Regions from separate parts of the Mus musculus genome. Here region 2 is linked to region 1. A link is a contact called in public HiChIP or PLAC-seq data. All regions are on one chromosome and are shown on one strand. Each heading gives the region's core, a stretch centred on a gene start, on an enhancer-like site or on the middle of the called end of the contact. The rest is flanking DNA. Distances are from core to core; before and after follow the strand shown. Region 1 has its middle 13 kb from the start of Gm32627. Region 2 overlaps Cd82 (CD82 antigen).

Region 1 (7,575 bases), core at 1,704-4,203:
TTGGGGCAGACAGGATGAGTCGGTGTGTGAAGGGGCCTGCCATCAAGCCTGACAGTTTGGGCTCTACCCCTGGGACCCACAGCTTAGAAGGAGAGAACCAACCCTTGCAGGTTGCCTTCTGACCTCATGTATGCATCCAGCATAAAACTGAAGGCTGCTTTTTAAATTATTTCAGTTTTTCTGTGGCTGTATCTTGTACCTCTCTGTACATCATCTCCAGAAATACAAGACTCGGCAGCACTATCAGTAGACAGTTATTAGTAAGATAAGTGTAGAAGAATATAATTACAATACAGATTAGTGCTCTGACACTGCAGAGTCTTTTCTGGCAGGCGACTATATTAACCACTTTCCTTATTGCAGTGGCAAATGCCCGAGGAAGGCAACCTCGAGAAGGAAGGGGCGATTTTGGCTCACAGTTCAAAGGAACAGTCCGACCTTGTTGGGGAAGTCACTGTAGCTGGACATGGGGTGGTTAGTCACCCCATGTAGCCTAGAAGCAGAGAAAGATGCATGTTCTTAGCCCTCTTCCTCCTTTTTATTCAGTATGAAACCCAGCCCATGAGATGCAGCCCACTCCCAATTCTAAGTTAACCTCTGGTGTAACCTTAAAGGTCTCCAGGCATAAGGAGAGATGGAGGGAGGCAGAGTGAACCTGTGGTCTAGCATAGGAGGCTGGCATCAGCTGCCTTCCCTCCAGGGCAAGTATGCATCCTTTCAGGAACAATTATCAAGAAGACAGAGCTAAGGACACCACACTGCTACCACGCTTGGCTCTGGCTTTACCACCCTTTGGGGTAGCTGCCAGGTGACCAGAGGATGGTGAAGGGCCCTGGGTGACACAAATATGAAGTCCTAGAGGTGGACAGAACCAGGAAGGTAGACAGGGCACACTTGAGATCACCATATGATCATCGATAGGTCATAATTCCCCAAACCCTACAAAGAAAGCTCATAGTAGACAAGGATGCTATGAAAAATGATGGGGGATGTGGGGAAGAAATGTCAGTAAAATAGTCAAGGAGAACTTCTCAAGGGAAAGATGTGGCTCTTATGGCTGAAAGGACCCTAGAAAGGTTCGGCAAGGGCAGTGAAGGCAGGTTCCCACCACAGAGCAGCAGCAGAGAGGCTTGGGGCACATGGAATGCATGGTAGTGCTTGTGATGCATGGAGGATGTTGTCATCCAAAGAGTTAAAGAGAGCCTCAGGGCAGCTTCGAGCTTCTCAGCAGCAGGCTTATGAATGACAACACGACTGAAAACTGTCCTTAAGGTCCCAGAGGAACCAACAGCACAGAGAGAGAGAGAGAGAGAGAGAGAGAGAGAGAGAGAGAGAGAGAGAGAGAGAGAATATACCTCTAGACATTCAAAATATCAAGAAATTTGCCTCCAGCTGCCTTTAAAAAAAAAAAAAAGAAAAAAACAACTACTGGAGGATGCCCTCCACTCGAATGAGAGAGTGAACCATAAATATATCTATGGATCAGGGAAACAGGACATGCAGCTAGGGGCTGGCAGAAGGTTCCTCACACAATGAGGTCATCTGCCTACAAGTTCAGGCAGGTCTCAAGAGGATGTCTCTTATGATGGTGAACTGGAGAAAGGCTGGTATGAATTAAAATACCAAGACCAGTTTGAGCCAACTGGGGAAGTTTGAGGTTAGAAAATGAACGGTCCGAGAGCAGAGAAGTACCGCAAACAAAAATAAAATAAACAGTGGTCACCACAGCAAAGGCTAATCATCTCACCCAAATCTCAAAAGAGAGGACAGAGGAAGGGAGGTCAGAGGGAAGAAAAGGAGAGGTCCCCTACTGAGAACTGCAACTCAGGCAGGCGCAGTCTGAAATGGAAATGTGTCATACGTGACAGCGAACACGGGGTAAGAGTAGACACTGAGAAGGTAAAGACAGAAGGAAGAGCCAGGCGCGGGTTGGAGACTGGAGTGCCTTGAGTCAGCACTGGGGGACATGGTAAAAACTGAAAATGAAAAATGGGATTGCAGGAGCTGGAGAAAACCAGAATAAAGCTTGAATCTCAATTTTTCCTAGGGCAGATCTGATTCCAACAAGGTCACTGTCAGCATCTGTGCGGGGCATCTGGGTGAAGGTATCTGTGTGGAGATTCTCAGGGTTGTTGTTGCAACTGTTAAACCATTGAAACCAAGTCTTAAACCATTTCACATTCAAAAGATACATAAAAGGCTGCCGAGTTGCCCACTGGTAGAGAGAGCACTTGCATAGCAGGCAGGGAGCACTTGGTTTGAGCTTCAGTAGTGCCCAAATGTATCAGTGACTATCAGGGGCCAGGGAATGGGTCAGCACTCAGATCGAATCCCAGCACCCACGTTAAAAGCTGGGTGTGGCTGTGGGCCCCACAACTCCAGTGTTATGGGATGGAGACAGGAGGATGGCTTGGATTTACTGGTTGTCTGCCTTGTTCCAGGTTCAGTCTTAAGGGAATAATAGATATTATTATATTAGTGGAACACAGTAAAGTAAGCCACCCCATTCTCCTCTGGATCCACATATGTACGGATGGGAGCTGACACTGTGTACACATACACACAACGTAAATAACACAACAAACAAATCACAGTAAGAGAATACACTGTCCCTGAAGCCACACCTTGCACAGGGAAGCATTATAATGGTCACCTGTCCCCAGGCCCTGAGCATAGAAACCTCCTAGTTTTCTATGAGCTGAGCCTCCTGGGACAGCTAAGACAGTCATCAGTTGATCTTCAGTAAGAATCGGAGTCAAGGAGCACACAGTAGGCTTGCCCAGACAGCCCTGCCCTGTGAACCTCTGCAAAGGCCCAGACTTCTGCCCCTGGGAGAGGTCCATCTCCAGGGCAGAGGGAGCAGGTGTCCAGGCAGAGCTGTGCTTCTCTCTACCCTCTGCGTAGCGGTGGAAGAGAAAACGAAAACAAAAATTAAACCATAAACACACCACAGCTGTTAGCTTCTTAAAAGGAAATAAACACCTGCCAATCACTGTCGGCAAAGGAAGCCAGCCTTCATCATGTCCTGGCAGAGCGACATCTGGGCAGAGCCCAACCCACTCTGTTGGCAGCCACCCCAGAGGGTTTCGGGACTCATCAGGAGGAAAAGCAGGAGGCACACCAGGGTCATAAAGCTGAGCCTGCCAGATCTTCAGTTGGAGTGTAGCTGGTGAATAAATAGGGAACGGAAGAAAGAAAAAAGGAGAAAATGGTGGATTCGGGATCATATTAATCTGAACTTAAATTCTAGTGACCCCTGACTGAATTCAAATTGTGTGGCTTGGAGCAGGAAATAGCCTCATATGTTCCAGGCCTCATTGTCTTCCTCTCAGCACAGATGTTTCATCTGTGGGTTGAAAGTCAAACCTCAGCTGAGTGTAGTGTCCCATGCCCTTAATCCTAGCAGTCAGGAGGCAGAAACAGGCAGATACCCAACTTCAAGCCCAGCCTGATTTATAGAATGACTTCCAGGTCAACTAGAGAGACACAGAGAAACCCTTTCTTGAAATAAAGAAAAACAAAAGCAAAGAGAGAGGAAGGAAGGAAGGAATGGAGGGAGGGAGGGAGAGAGGGGGGGGGGGAGGGAGGGAGAGAGAGGTGAAAACCTCCATACAAAATGGTCCCTTGCCATTTTGTATAAAAAGAATGATAACCCAGAGAGGTTAAGTAATTTATCTCAGATGTCACAGCTGATAGGGACCAGCCAGGATGGAAATGCCTTGGTGTGGGTTTGAACTTCGACTAAAGAGCCATTGGCCAATGTTATACGGCTCTATAGCTCATGAGGAGATAGATGGGAAACAGTCCACACGGCCCTACCCAAATGGGCAAGAGAGGAGGAAGGAGATGGTGGTGTATTCCTGACATTGAGGAAACCTCGTGGAAGCAGGTGTGGAGCCTGCAGCTGCAGGAAGCCACCCAGCCACGGAGTCATCACTGAGACACGGATGCCTTTCTTCACTGTGTGACGCCGAACTTCTCTCATAGCTAAAACTTCCAGGAAGGGCTTTAGAAGGGACGGTTGAGCTTGGATGTCTGTGAAAAACATTCTGAATTATGTAAGTCCCAGCATTGAGTGGAATAGGAGAGAACAGAGCCTCCTAGCTGGGGATCCCAGGTCTAGCTTCCTGACACACTGAAGGTTGACCAGCAGGCTAGGGAGACAATGCAACCCATAGAGCACTTGCCTAATGTGGGGAGCCCTGGGTGGCATCCCCAGCATAGCATAAACTGGTGCAAACCTTTAATTCCAACACTTGAGAGGCAACTTGAGACATCCAAGATTTCAAGGCTATCTTGCACCACCTTGAAAGTCTGAGTTCCAATGGGTTTTCTTGGAAGCATATTCTGTATCTTTCAACCAGATGTTTGATACGCTCCAGGAGAAAGGCGGCTTTTGTGAGTGGCTCATACTGTGGTCCTTCAGTGAACACTCTCCCACCCACCTCCAATATCTTATATGCCAGAGCTACAGTATCCTATAAGATGGAGTCCTGCTGTGGGAATGGATCAACCCTACTTCTCTGGAGAGGCATGGCCATGTTCAATTTCAACGGGGAGTGGACAACAGGTATAAAATCCAGAATTCTCCCCAACACATTTCTCTCCCTCTCCCTCTCCCCTCTCCCCTCTCCCTCTCCCTCTCCCTCTCCCTCTCCCTCTCCCTCTCCCTCTCCCTCTCCCTCTCCCTCTCCCTCTCCCTCTCCCTCTCCCTCTCCCTCTCCCTCAGACTGGTGTTGAATTCAGAGATTCACCTGCCCCTGTCTCCTGAGTGCTAGGACTAAAGGCATGGCTACCACCGCCTGGCTCCAATTTTGTAAGCCTAAGAAATCAGTGAAGGTATGTGAGACCATAGAGGAAGAAGATTCCGAGTGGGCAGATGTCCTTAACACCAGGGAAGGATGGTGACCATGCCAAGAAGGAATGCACGGAGTTGCTTGGCTCTGAGGCTGGGGCTTGCTGTCTGCAATGTCCCTGGAGGCATGCAGGGGGGCACTGCATTGCTTTTTTTTGTTGTTGTTGCTGGAATAAACACTATAGAACTTGTAGAAGAAAGAGTTTGTTTTGGCTTACAGTCTCAGAGGGTTAAAATCCATAATGGCAGGGCAGAGGCAGCAGGCAGTAGCTCACAACTTGAACCACAGCATGAAGCAGATAGATAGATAGATAGATAGATAGATAGATAGATAGATAGATAGACAGAGTGAGTGAGTATATTGGGCATGGGAGAGGCTTTGAACCCTCTTAAGTCCACTCCTAATGATGCACTTCCTCCAGCAATGCTGAACCTCCTAGACCTTCACAAACTGGGAATCCATTTTTCAAATGCCAGAGCCCAAGGGGAACATTCTCATACAAACCACTTCAAGGACTCAGTGGGCTCAGACCATGGTCCAGGCAGAGCCAATGGGCCCAAACTAAAAGGAAAAATGAAAGACAAATGATTGCATGCGGCAAGGATGGTTCCCAGAGTGGAGGGGACAAGGGGCTTCTATAGAAGACTCCTCATACTCCTTGTGGTATTGCATAGAGGCCAGCAGACAGCTGTATGTGATGCTTGGCATGAAATCATGCTTCTTCATACATGCCATGCTCGAAGACTGGGCAGAGAACTGAGCATTATAATGAGACAACACGGGGCTGGAGAGATGGTGCAACAGTTAAGAGCACTGGCTTCTCTTCCAGATGACCTAGGGTTCGAATCTCAGCACCCACATGGCAGCTCACAACTGTCTATAACTCCAGTTCCAGGGCTTCAGACATCCTCACACAGACATACATGGCAGCAATGCACATTAAATAAAAACTACTGGAAGAGAGACAGAGACAGAGATAGGTTACACTAGGTCACCTAGAAATGGGGAACTCTAGCTTAGACTGGTTTAATCCGGTTCCCTGTAGTATTGTCTCCAGTGTCTTATTTGAAGCTAAAAAGGCTTCAAATAACAGGAGGCCACAGACACAGGACCTCCTCTTTCACTGATTTTGCACTCACTCACGTGCTTGTCCCTTCAGGGACCTTCCTCGTAGCCATCTGCTCAAGTGCAAACAAACAGGTAGATGGCACAGCATCAAGGAAGCAACGACTCTTGAGTCCCATGGGCTGGGGAACACAGGGCTGGAGGATTGGTCTCTGATCCAGGACTTAGAGGTCTGGAATCTTTTCTCTGCTGTGGTCTCCAGGGCAGTGTTGTTCTCAGGGTAAGACTGGAGGAAGGAGGAGGAAGAGGCAGAGGGGGAGGGGGAGGGGGAGAGTTATCCATGAGAAGATCAGGGCTCTGGTTGCCCTCGGCATATGCTTTACCCTGAGTCTGAGGCAGCACTCTGGTCTAGGACTCCTTCAGCCTGACTCTTACCTGGTCCCTGCAGGAGTCCTCCAGGGAACCCAGAGCCACTCAGTTTCTCAAGTTTCCCTGTCTGTAAAGTGATGACACACAGGTCCTTCTCAGGGGACAAGCCAAGAGGTATCTGCCGCCAGCCCTGCATACCTCCTCTGTGGAGGAGAAGGATGTAGAGGAAAGGGTCTGTCTCCAGGGTACCTTACAGGGTTGTGGACTCTAATGCCAAGACTCAGGGAGGCTGTGGGTCTATCTGAGGCGTGACTACATGTACCGGTTGTGGCTGCGGACACTAGAGCACTGTGGATTAAGTGTGACCTCCCTGCAGTCTCCTACCCAGAGGGAAATCTCTTCAGGGACCTCTTGATCTGGGTGTGAACTTGTAACTTGGCCAAGGGGCTATGATAGACGTGATATCGAACGATTGTTTTCTCTATGACTGTTGGATCCAGATTCAAGTTGTCACGTGGAGAAACTGGAGCAAACACTCTGGAAAGGATACCTAGAGGTAAACTGAGGCCCAAGTCAGCTGCCAGACTTATCAGTGGGGCAGCCTGGGAGCAGACAGCAACAGACCTCCCAACAAGGGTCCTTTCTCTTTGTGTCTACCATGACCGTGGAAGCAGAATGGGTCATGCTAGCCAAACCCTGCCAAGGTGCCAAGCCAGGAAGCGGGTAGTCAAAACTTACCATTAAAAACAACCTCCACCCCAAAAATTTTTTTAAATTTATTTTTGTGTTATGTGTATGTGTGTTCTGCTTGCTTGTATATCTGTGCACCGTGAGCATGCAGTCCCTACAGAGGCGAGAAGAAAGCTTCAGAGCCCCTAAAATTGGAGTCTTAGACTGTTGTGAACTGCTATGTGGGAGTTGGGAACTGAACTCGGGTCCTCTGCTGATCCATCTGTCCAGTCCTGACACTTGGCTATTTTACGCCACTAAACCTCAGTACTTTGTTTCAGAACGGTAGATGATGGATAACTGTCACTTGCCTGTCATCGACTGAGTCAGACTTTTCTTATTCTAATTGCCTCTGGTCCTGGGGGGAAATGGTAAGACCATGGAAGTATGCTAAACAAACCTGAGACAATCTAGACTCTCGTACTGGCCACTGTGTCATCTCAGAGAGGTCTCTCAGTGGCTCTAAACACCACCTTCCCTCATCAGTAAGAGAGCTAATAAGAGCACGTGCATTTGGTGTGAGGGTTATCGTGAATTTGAAATAAAACTCAGTTCC
Region 2 (7,611 bases), core at 3,648-6,147, 300 kb before region 1:
GGACCCAGGACCTGCTGTATGCCGTAACTGCCCCTTACTAGATAGGCACCTTTGAGTCCCTGGTACTGGGCTCCACTCTTCCCTCCATCATCACCCCCCTTTACAGAGGAGAAGCCCCCAGGCATAAGGAGGTGGGGTAACCTACCCAAGGGCACACAGAAGGTAAGGGAGGAGGAGGTGGGAGCCCGAGTCCTGGCCCTTGCACCACGTGGCTCCTGTGTCCCTCAAGATGGGATCTTCAGAAGAGAAAGTAGACAAGATTGGTTAAGAGAGAGCTCTGGGTCTGGGAGCTTGGGGGAGGGGTGTCAGTGGTCACGGGTCTGCTGCTTGCCAGTTGTGTGGTCCTCCGGATGTTACTTTCCCTCTCTGTACTGTGTACCTCAGGAGACTGAGGCCAGAGAGGCCCACTTCTGTGTGAGGCACAGAAGTTAAACACCTGTCATCACAGCCATTTAGGAGTTAGAAGCAGGAGGACTGGAAGTTCAAGACCATCCACTGCTACAGAGAAAGTTTTGGGCCAGCCTGAGCTACATGAGACCCTGTCTCAAACAAGCACACCAGACCGAATCTCTCATTTCTTAGTGAGGCTTTTAGGACTGCTCTGGGTGAATTACAGTTTAATCCCTTTGACCATGAGCCACTGCACAAAGTCCTATTTTCCAGAGGAGGAAGGAGGAAGTGGCTTGCCACTGGTTGTGGCAGGCTGATAGAGCTTGGTCACCTGACTGGGGTCCCTTCAGTACCTGTGGCCTGCTTTCTACCTCCTGGCTCCCCTGCTAGCTGAGTCAGACACACTCTGCTGCTGTGGACAATGCAGGGGACACCTTGGACAGGCACTAGTCAGTGGCAGAGTCAGGCACCCTGAAGCTGAGTGGGGACAGCTGGTCTTGGGGTCTCACAGGGCAGGCTCCCTGCACCACAGCCTCCTTAAGCCTCAAGAAAACCCCTAGGGAGAACTGGCTATGAATCCAGAGAGAGTGTCAGGGTGTGCAAAAGGCTTTAGTCCAAGGGCCTCAATCAGGGCTGGTATATGACACCCTTTTTGTCTAGGGCCCTTTGTGTCTTCTGGATCATCTGGCCTTGCCTCAACCCCCGGAATGTGAGGCCATTGTGAGGAGCTCAGCTCCCCTCATCTCAGGCCACTTTCCCAGAGGTTCTGAGCAGAGCAGGAAAGTTCTTGGGAGCTTGGCAGCAAGGACTGTAGGCCTGAGTCTCCCTGAGTTCTGGAACAGGGCCTCCTGCCATCCACTTCCCTTCTGTGTTTATTCAAAGACACAGCCCATCCCACCCCACCCCAGAGCCACCACCTTGGTGAGCAAGCAGTGGGAATGAGCAAGCAGGCCTATGTCACCCCACCTGAAGGGCCCAAGTTGGCCCTGGCTGGCCTCATCCCCATCCCGGGGAACAAATCCCAAAGGCCCCGATCTCTGAGATCTCTGTGAGGTTCTAGCGTGTGCCAGCACTAGAACGATCAGGTTAAGCTAGCCTAGGCTTTAAGACCTCTCAGAAAACAAACCAAAGAGTCCCCTCTGTTTTGGTGAGCATGTGGCACACCTTTAATCCCAGCAGAGGCAGGCCTGGTCTACGTGGTGTGTTCCAGGATAGCCAGGGCTACAGAAGAAAGACTCCATCTCAAAAACAAAAAAATCCTCTATTACCGTTGCCCTCACCCTCTGACCACAGACCCCCACCTTCCCTTATGAGGTCTGCCCATCCCCCCCCACCCCAGAGCCATTCCCTTGTGGGTCCGCATTTCCCCCACAGGCCCAGCCTTCCAGACCTTCCTCCCTCTCTCGCCTTTGTACCCACTGTAGCTTCTGCTTCCTAAAAGCAAGCCAGACCCTGCACTAGCTGATGTTTTCTCACGCTACAGCCTCACCCCAGCCCATGTCCTGGCCAGCATGGGCACCTGTAGATCTTCAGGGTCCTCAACAGAACCTGTGTGGCGTCTGCCTCCTGACCCAGGCCTGGCTTGCAGGGTCCCCTAGGAAATTCAACCCGGCCCCACCCTCCTGCACTCAATCTCAGGGAAAATCAGATTAGAGGTGCTGAGAACAAAAGGAGTAATAAGAACTCGTGGCTGCACGGGAATGGAACACCAGGACGGGTGAGGGTAGGAACATGGCTGCCCCAACCCCAGCCGTGGGGAGCCAGACAGTCGACCTGGACCCAGACTGCCTTTGCCCTGTGGTTCATGGCTCACTAGGTGTTTGCCCTTCTCCTTTAGAAACCTCATCCAGCTCGCTGCAGGTGGGGGCTTACGTCTTCATCGGTGTGGGCGCCATCACCATAGTGATGGGCTTCCTGGGCTGTATCGGTGCTGTCAATGAGGTCCGCTGCTTGCTGGGTCTGGTGAGTCAGGGCCCTGAACCTGTGCTGGCCCAGGTCCCCAGGGTAGGGAGTTCTTCCTGGGATGGGGCAGATACCCATGGGACATAGCTGACTCTGTGCCTTTGTCCCCAGTACTTTGTCTTCCTTCTGCTGATCCTCATCGCACAGGTGACCGTAGGGGTCCTCTTCTACTTCAACGCTGACAAGGTAAGCACCCTTTCTCCTGCAGGTGAGGGCTGCTGAGACAGGTTCCTTTGGCAGGAATCCACTTGGTTGTCACAGGTGGCCCAGGAGGTCATGGAAAGCCCCCTGTACAAGGACACCAATGTGTCCAAGGTGGTGAAAGTGGCTGGCCAGAGTTGTCCTCCCTAGTGAGGGGCAGGCAGGGTAGCCCTCTGCCCCTGGGGGAGGGGGTGACCCTTGTGGCACTTGTAATTGAAAATGGGACCAATAGAGAGAGGGCTAGAGCTTGAGATGGAACTCGGATTGCTGTGTGGCCTTAGACTGACCCCTTCCCTCTCTGAACCTGCCTTACCCTCGGTAAACGAGGACTCTGGGACCCACCAGTGCATTGCTAGGTGAGCAGCTGATCCACTTGAGGCATTTTTTGTCATTAAAGCTCTTGAGTGTGTGTCAAATGCTACTAGTGTGCCACAGATGAGCCCAGGGCGGAATCTGATGATGCAGATGTTCTCTCAGGGTGGAAAGTCAGACTTGCTGCAGCTTAAGGCCAAAGGATGTCTTCTGCTGCTGCTGTTTCCGAGACAAGTCTCCTTTAGCAGCTGGGAGACTGGAGCCCTCACACTGGGATCAAATGTCCGTAGCATGGCATCTCATGGTCACAGGATGGCTGCCACAGCACCAGGCACACCATTTGCACTGCTGTGGCCAGAAGCGGGGGCAATGCCAGCCAGGGCCATCACTTGTCGCAGATAGCTTTCCCCTGGATCAGGAGGGTGCTTGAGAGAGTTTAGCATGGAGCCTTCAGACTTGTTATTGGGAATTATGACTGCCCACAGCTCAGGTCTGAGGACCTCCGGTGTGTACCGGCACCGTCTAGAAGCTTCATGCAGACTAGCCTTGTAGGGTGAGTCCCCTGTGGACAGGGGAAAGCAAATGCTAGTTATTGAGACAGGCTCATTATGTAGCCCTGGCTGGCCGAGAACTCAGAGATCCACCTGCCTCTGCTTCCTGAGTGCTGGGATTAGAGGCGTGTGCCAGCATGTCTGAAGAAGTAGATGCTGAGGAAGAGCATCGGTCACTGTCACCTGGACCCCAGCGTCTCTGTTGTTGGGTCCACACAGGCCACAGACCAAGCTCCGTGCTCACCCTGTCACCAGCTGGGTCATGTGAGAGGCAGGATCATACCCAGGCCTTCATCTTGCTGGTGGAGGAATCAGGGAGCCCCAGGCTCCCCTGCTGCCCTCAGAGACCCCACTGGGAACCAGCTGAGCCTTGGGGCCTCTCTCCCATCCTGCTGTGCAGCATGGGGCAAGGACTTGCCGTGTAGCCATAGGTCCCTCTTGGAAGCTGAGAACTTTGGTCCAACATTAGCTAGCCCTCGGAAGAACTGAGGAGCCTAGAGCTGTGCTAGTCACACACCGAGTCTGGCCATTTCTTGAAACCATGCCGGAGATGGGAGAGGGGAGGAGTCTCATTTTCTGATGTGGGCGCTGAAGCACAGAGAGGTTGAACAGCTTACTCGTGTTCACACAGCCAATGAGCAGCAGAGGCAGAATGGGAACCCAGGCATCCTGGCTTAGTGGTCATGCTGATAAGACGTTCGTTCGCTGTAGTGGTTCCTTGCCTGAGGCTTTGGTTTGTAATGCACACCCAGCCTGTTCTCCAGGTGAGCTGGGCTGGCTCCCAGCACGAGAGCATAGGGCAGCTGCAATCCAAATGAGAAGAGAGCCTGTGCCAGGAGCAGGGTGGCCATGACAGCTGAACCCTGACAGCTGAGGGCTGACCTGAGCCTGAGCCTCCAGGTGGCCAAGGCGAGAGAGGAAATGGTAGATGAAAGGAAACTCGCCTGGATGTCGGCAGGAAGCCTGTGGTTAGGGGAGGGAAACTCCTTACCTAGCCCCGTATAGGGTCAGGTACTCATTTCTCCCTGGTGACTTTTCTGGGGACTGAGTCAGGGTACCTGGCAATGTCATTAGGTAGGAAGCTGGTGGCCTTCGCAGGGGGTCTGAGTCACCCCGCCCCCACCCCTAGTGGAGCCGCCATCCCTTGGTGAGGGCAGCGGCACCCTCTGAATTGACTTCAACCCCATATCAGGGGCCAAGCTTGAACATAACCTGTTTGAGATTTACATTTTTCCACTCAAGAAACAAACTCACAAGAGCCAAGTGACTTTGGCCACAGTCACACACTCAGAGCAGCCTCAGAGCGACTTCCCCACGGACGTTCTGCTTGCTGCTGCTCATCTGTGGTAGAAGCTCAGGAGTCCAGCCTCTGGGTGCCTCAGGACTGGCTGGAGAGTCGGCCTCTTTGCAATGCTGTGTGCCCCACGGGGCTTCCTCTGCCACCCTACTACCTCAGGCTCCACACCCCACTCCTTCCTGCACAGAATGGGGAATCCCCTGTGGTGGGTGAGATTCTGCACCTTCACCCCTGAATTGGAAGGAGCATACCCCCCCCAGCCACTTTGTAAATCACAGCAGGAGACTAAACACCCCTTGCTGGTGTTTATTCCTGTGCAGCTTGGAGTGGGGCAGGGGCGGGCAGGATTTCTCAGGGCAGAGGAAGAGGCCTTCTAAAAGATGGCTGGCGGATCGTCAAAGGCCCACTCAGCATTGGTTCTGAGGCCCGGGGCAGGCAGCCTCTTTCTGCCTCAGCTTCCTCTTCTGGAGTGATGCTTCAGACCTCTCTCCCTTGTGGGTTTCTGTGGCAGAAATGTCCTCTGAGACAGCAGCTGCAGCCATTCAGTGACAGTGTAGGCTACAAGCAAGACATCAGGCCCCCTGTGCCCCACAGACAGTGTCCCTGGGGAAGTCAGTGCGTATAATCACACCCCAGACCCTTCTGGGCTGTGATGTCACCAACCTTTTCTGGTTGTTCTGAGACTAGGTTTCATGTACTCCAGGCTGGCCTTGGAGTTATGATGTCACCAAGGATGATCTGGAACTTAGGATACTCCATACCGCCCCTCCCAAGTGCTAGGAGTACAGCTATTACCACCCCTCATTTCCCAACCCCCACCCCAAGTTTTATTCAGTTGGAATAAGGGGTTTTTGGGTGTCAGGAAAGCACTGATTCACCAAGCCACATCCACAGCCTTCCCAGTCCCTTTGTAAGATCTGAATGCTTCTAGGGGTCAGAACCCCCAAAGGCCTCCTCCCACTGCCGGGTGGAGAGTGGTAGGGTAGAGGCTGCGAGGCCCAGGGCCCTTGGCTGGTCAGCAGGCATCGTGGCATCACTGCTGTGGAGACTTTGCTGGACCTGGGCGAACAGGTAAGCATGGTGGGTAGCTGCACCCACCGTGGCCAGTGTTAAGATAGGCCAGGCTGAGTGAGCAGGACTCAGGGTGAAGTCACAGGGGCTTCATCTATGGGCTGCTGGCTGCAGTCACCCAGCCAGTGTGGGAGCAGAGACCAGGTCTGACATTCTGGGGTCCTGCTCCTTGGTAAGCTCTTGTGTTGGCTGCTGTGTGGCCTGGGTGAAGTTATGCACACCCTCTGAGCTGTGTAGATGTCTAGGAAGGATTCTGCTGATACTTCCTAAGGCAGCAGAGAGCGAGGGGCCAGGAAAGAAATGAGGTCTCCTGCTTCCCTGTTGACAGGCTGGTTTGGCTGCCAAATGACAGCCAAGTGATAGCTTCCCATTAACAGATACAGAAGTATTAAGAACCTGGATTGGGTTGGAGTGCAGGGCCTGGAGCTACAACCTGAAGCAGAAGGGCTTCGTGTGGGGGTAGGGTGAGGGCACATTGCTCCAAAGATGGTGTTAAGGGAGCCGGACCCCTCCCAACTCCAGAAAGCCTGAAGTCACGAGTGTGCTCAGTCGTATGTGGCAGAGGTGGTAGGCCAGGTTCCCAGAGACAAAACCTTCCCTGTGAATGGTCTGCTCTTCTGGGAGGGAATGTCTCAGTCCTAGGACAGATGGCCCTTTCTTCCCAGCTGTGAACGGAGAAAGCAGCTGGCTGTTGGTTGCCCAGGGTCATAGAAATGTGGGTGGAGACTCACCAGGGAGCCAAGAGTCCTAGAGCCCCTGTGCTCTGCATAGGGATACAAACTTACTGTCAGCCTGTGGTGGCTGGGTGCATGACACACTCCTGCAGACTGTGGAGCAGTGGGCTTCTAGAATCACTTGGGGTGGAGATGAGAGGTGAAATGCCCTGCCCATGGCCCCAAGCAGAGGGCCTCATTTCTAGAAAGCTCTGAGAGGATCAGAGGCAGCATCGTGAATGGGAGCAGGGCTTGGCTGTTCTGACACTGTTCTGACTGTGCATGTCCTGCAGAACCTACAGAAGGACCTCGGGAAGGCGGGCAGAGGGCATCAGCAATCTTTGGCCCAGGAAAGGACTCAATTGCTCCTGCATAGTTCAAGCTTGGACTTCAGGGGACCAATGCCAGTGAGACAGTTGAGAGACTCCACTCTGTGGCATGCTTTTGTGGGGTTCTACACTCCCCATGACAGGAAGCATCTAAGCAGAGGACAGGAAAGTGTGGGAAAGTCTTAAGTTGGGTGCAGTGTTGCCCTTGAAGGTCCTGGGCCACTCACACTCTGAAACAGCACTCAGCCATGGAAAATAACAGTGTAGGCTTTTGGGGAAGACAGTCTCTGGTGAGGTGGGGACAGAGCAGGAGGAGGCCTCCAGGACCCTGGCAACTGCACAGATCTGGATTCTGGAATCTGCTGCTGACTGGCTGGCTGTGTGACCAGGAGGCTTGCTCTCCTAAGATGTGGGGAACCTGTGGAGTCATATGGGCTCTGACTCTTAGATGGCTTGTGGTTGGTCTGATGCCCTGGGAAGATATGAGCCAGGGACATTGCCCTTTGAGGTCTCTAAGGAAGGATAATTTGGCAAGTTCGGGAGGGTAGAGGGGTTGACACCATCCCAGGGACCGACCAAGGGGACAAAGAGACTCCTAATCAGTCATGAATCTCAGTCTCTAAAGCTCTGACCGAATTCAGCTCCACTCCTCTGTTGGTTTTCCCCCTAAGGTGGCTTGTCTCTTAGGGAGCTTGTCAACCCACTGCACTAACACAGAGGCCCCCATACATGGCTGTACAGTACCAGGTAGCAGTCTGGGGCTCTGACTCTAGCTGTGTTAGCCA

What was found. HiChIP or PLAC-seq counts read pairs in DNA pulled down with a chosen protein or histone mark.
Region 2: a contact with region 1 is called in an H3K27ac HiChIP or PLAC-seq map of large pre-B cells, with 2.3 times the contacts expected there. The contact joins two enhancer-like sites. A contact is called at or near these places in 1 of 115 datasets of contacts at active chromatin or transcription factors (large pre-B cells) and 1 of 9 other capture datasets (liver).

The regions. Positions count from the first base shown.
Region 1 is chr2:93,127,774-93,135,348 of GRCm38.p6, reverse strand. No RefSeq gene overlaps it. Among named protein-coding and RNA genes, the nearest start is that of Gm32627, 13 kb to the left of the region's middle. Within about 2 kb of position 2,953, at least 107 of the 459 cell types and tissues checked have an H3K27ac peak or open chromatin away from gene starts, as enhancers often do.
Region 2 is chr2:93,424,872-93,432,482 of GRCm38.p6, reverse strand. It overlaps Cd82 (CD82 antigen), which reads left to right. Exons shown (of 10, transcript NM_007656.5): 5 at 2,228-2,352; 6 at 2,464-2,538. Among named protein-coding and RNA genes, the nearest start is that of Mir7001, 6.7 kb to the right of the region's middle. Within about 2 kb of position 4,897, at least 71 of the 459 cell types and tissues checked have an H3K27ac peak or open chromatin away from gene starts, as enhancers often do.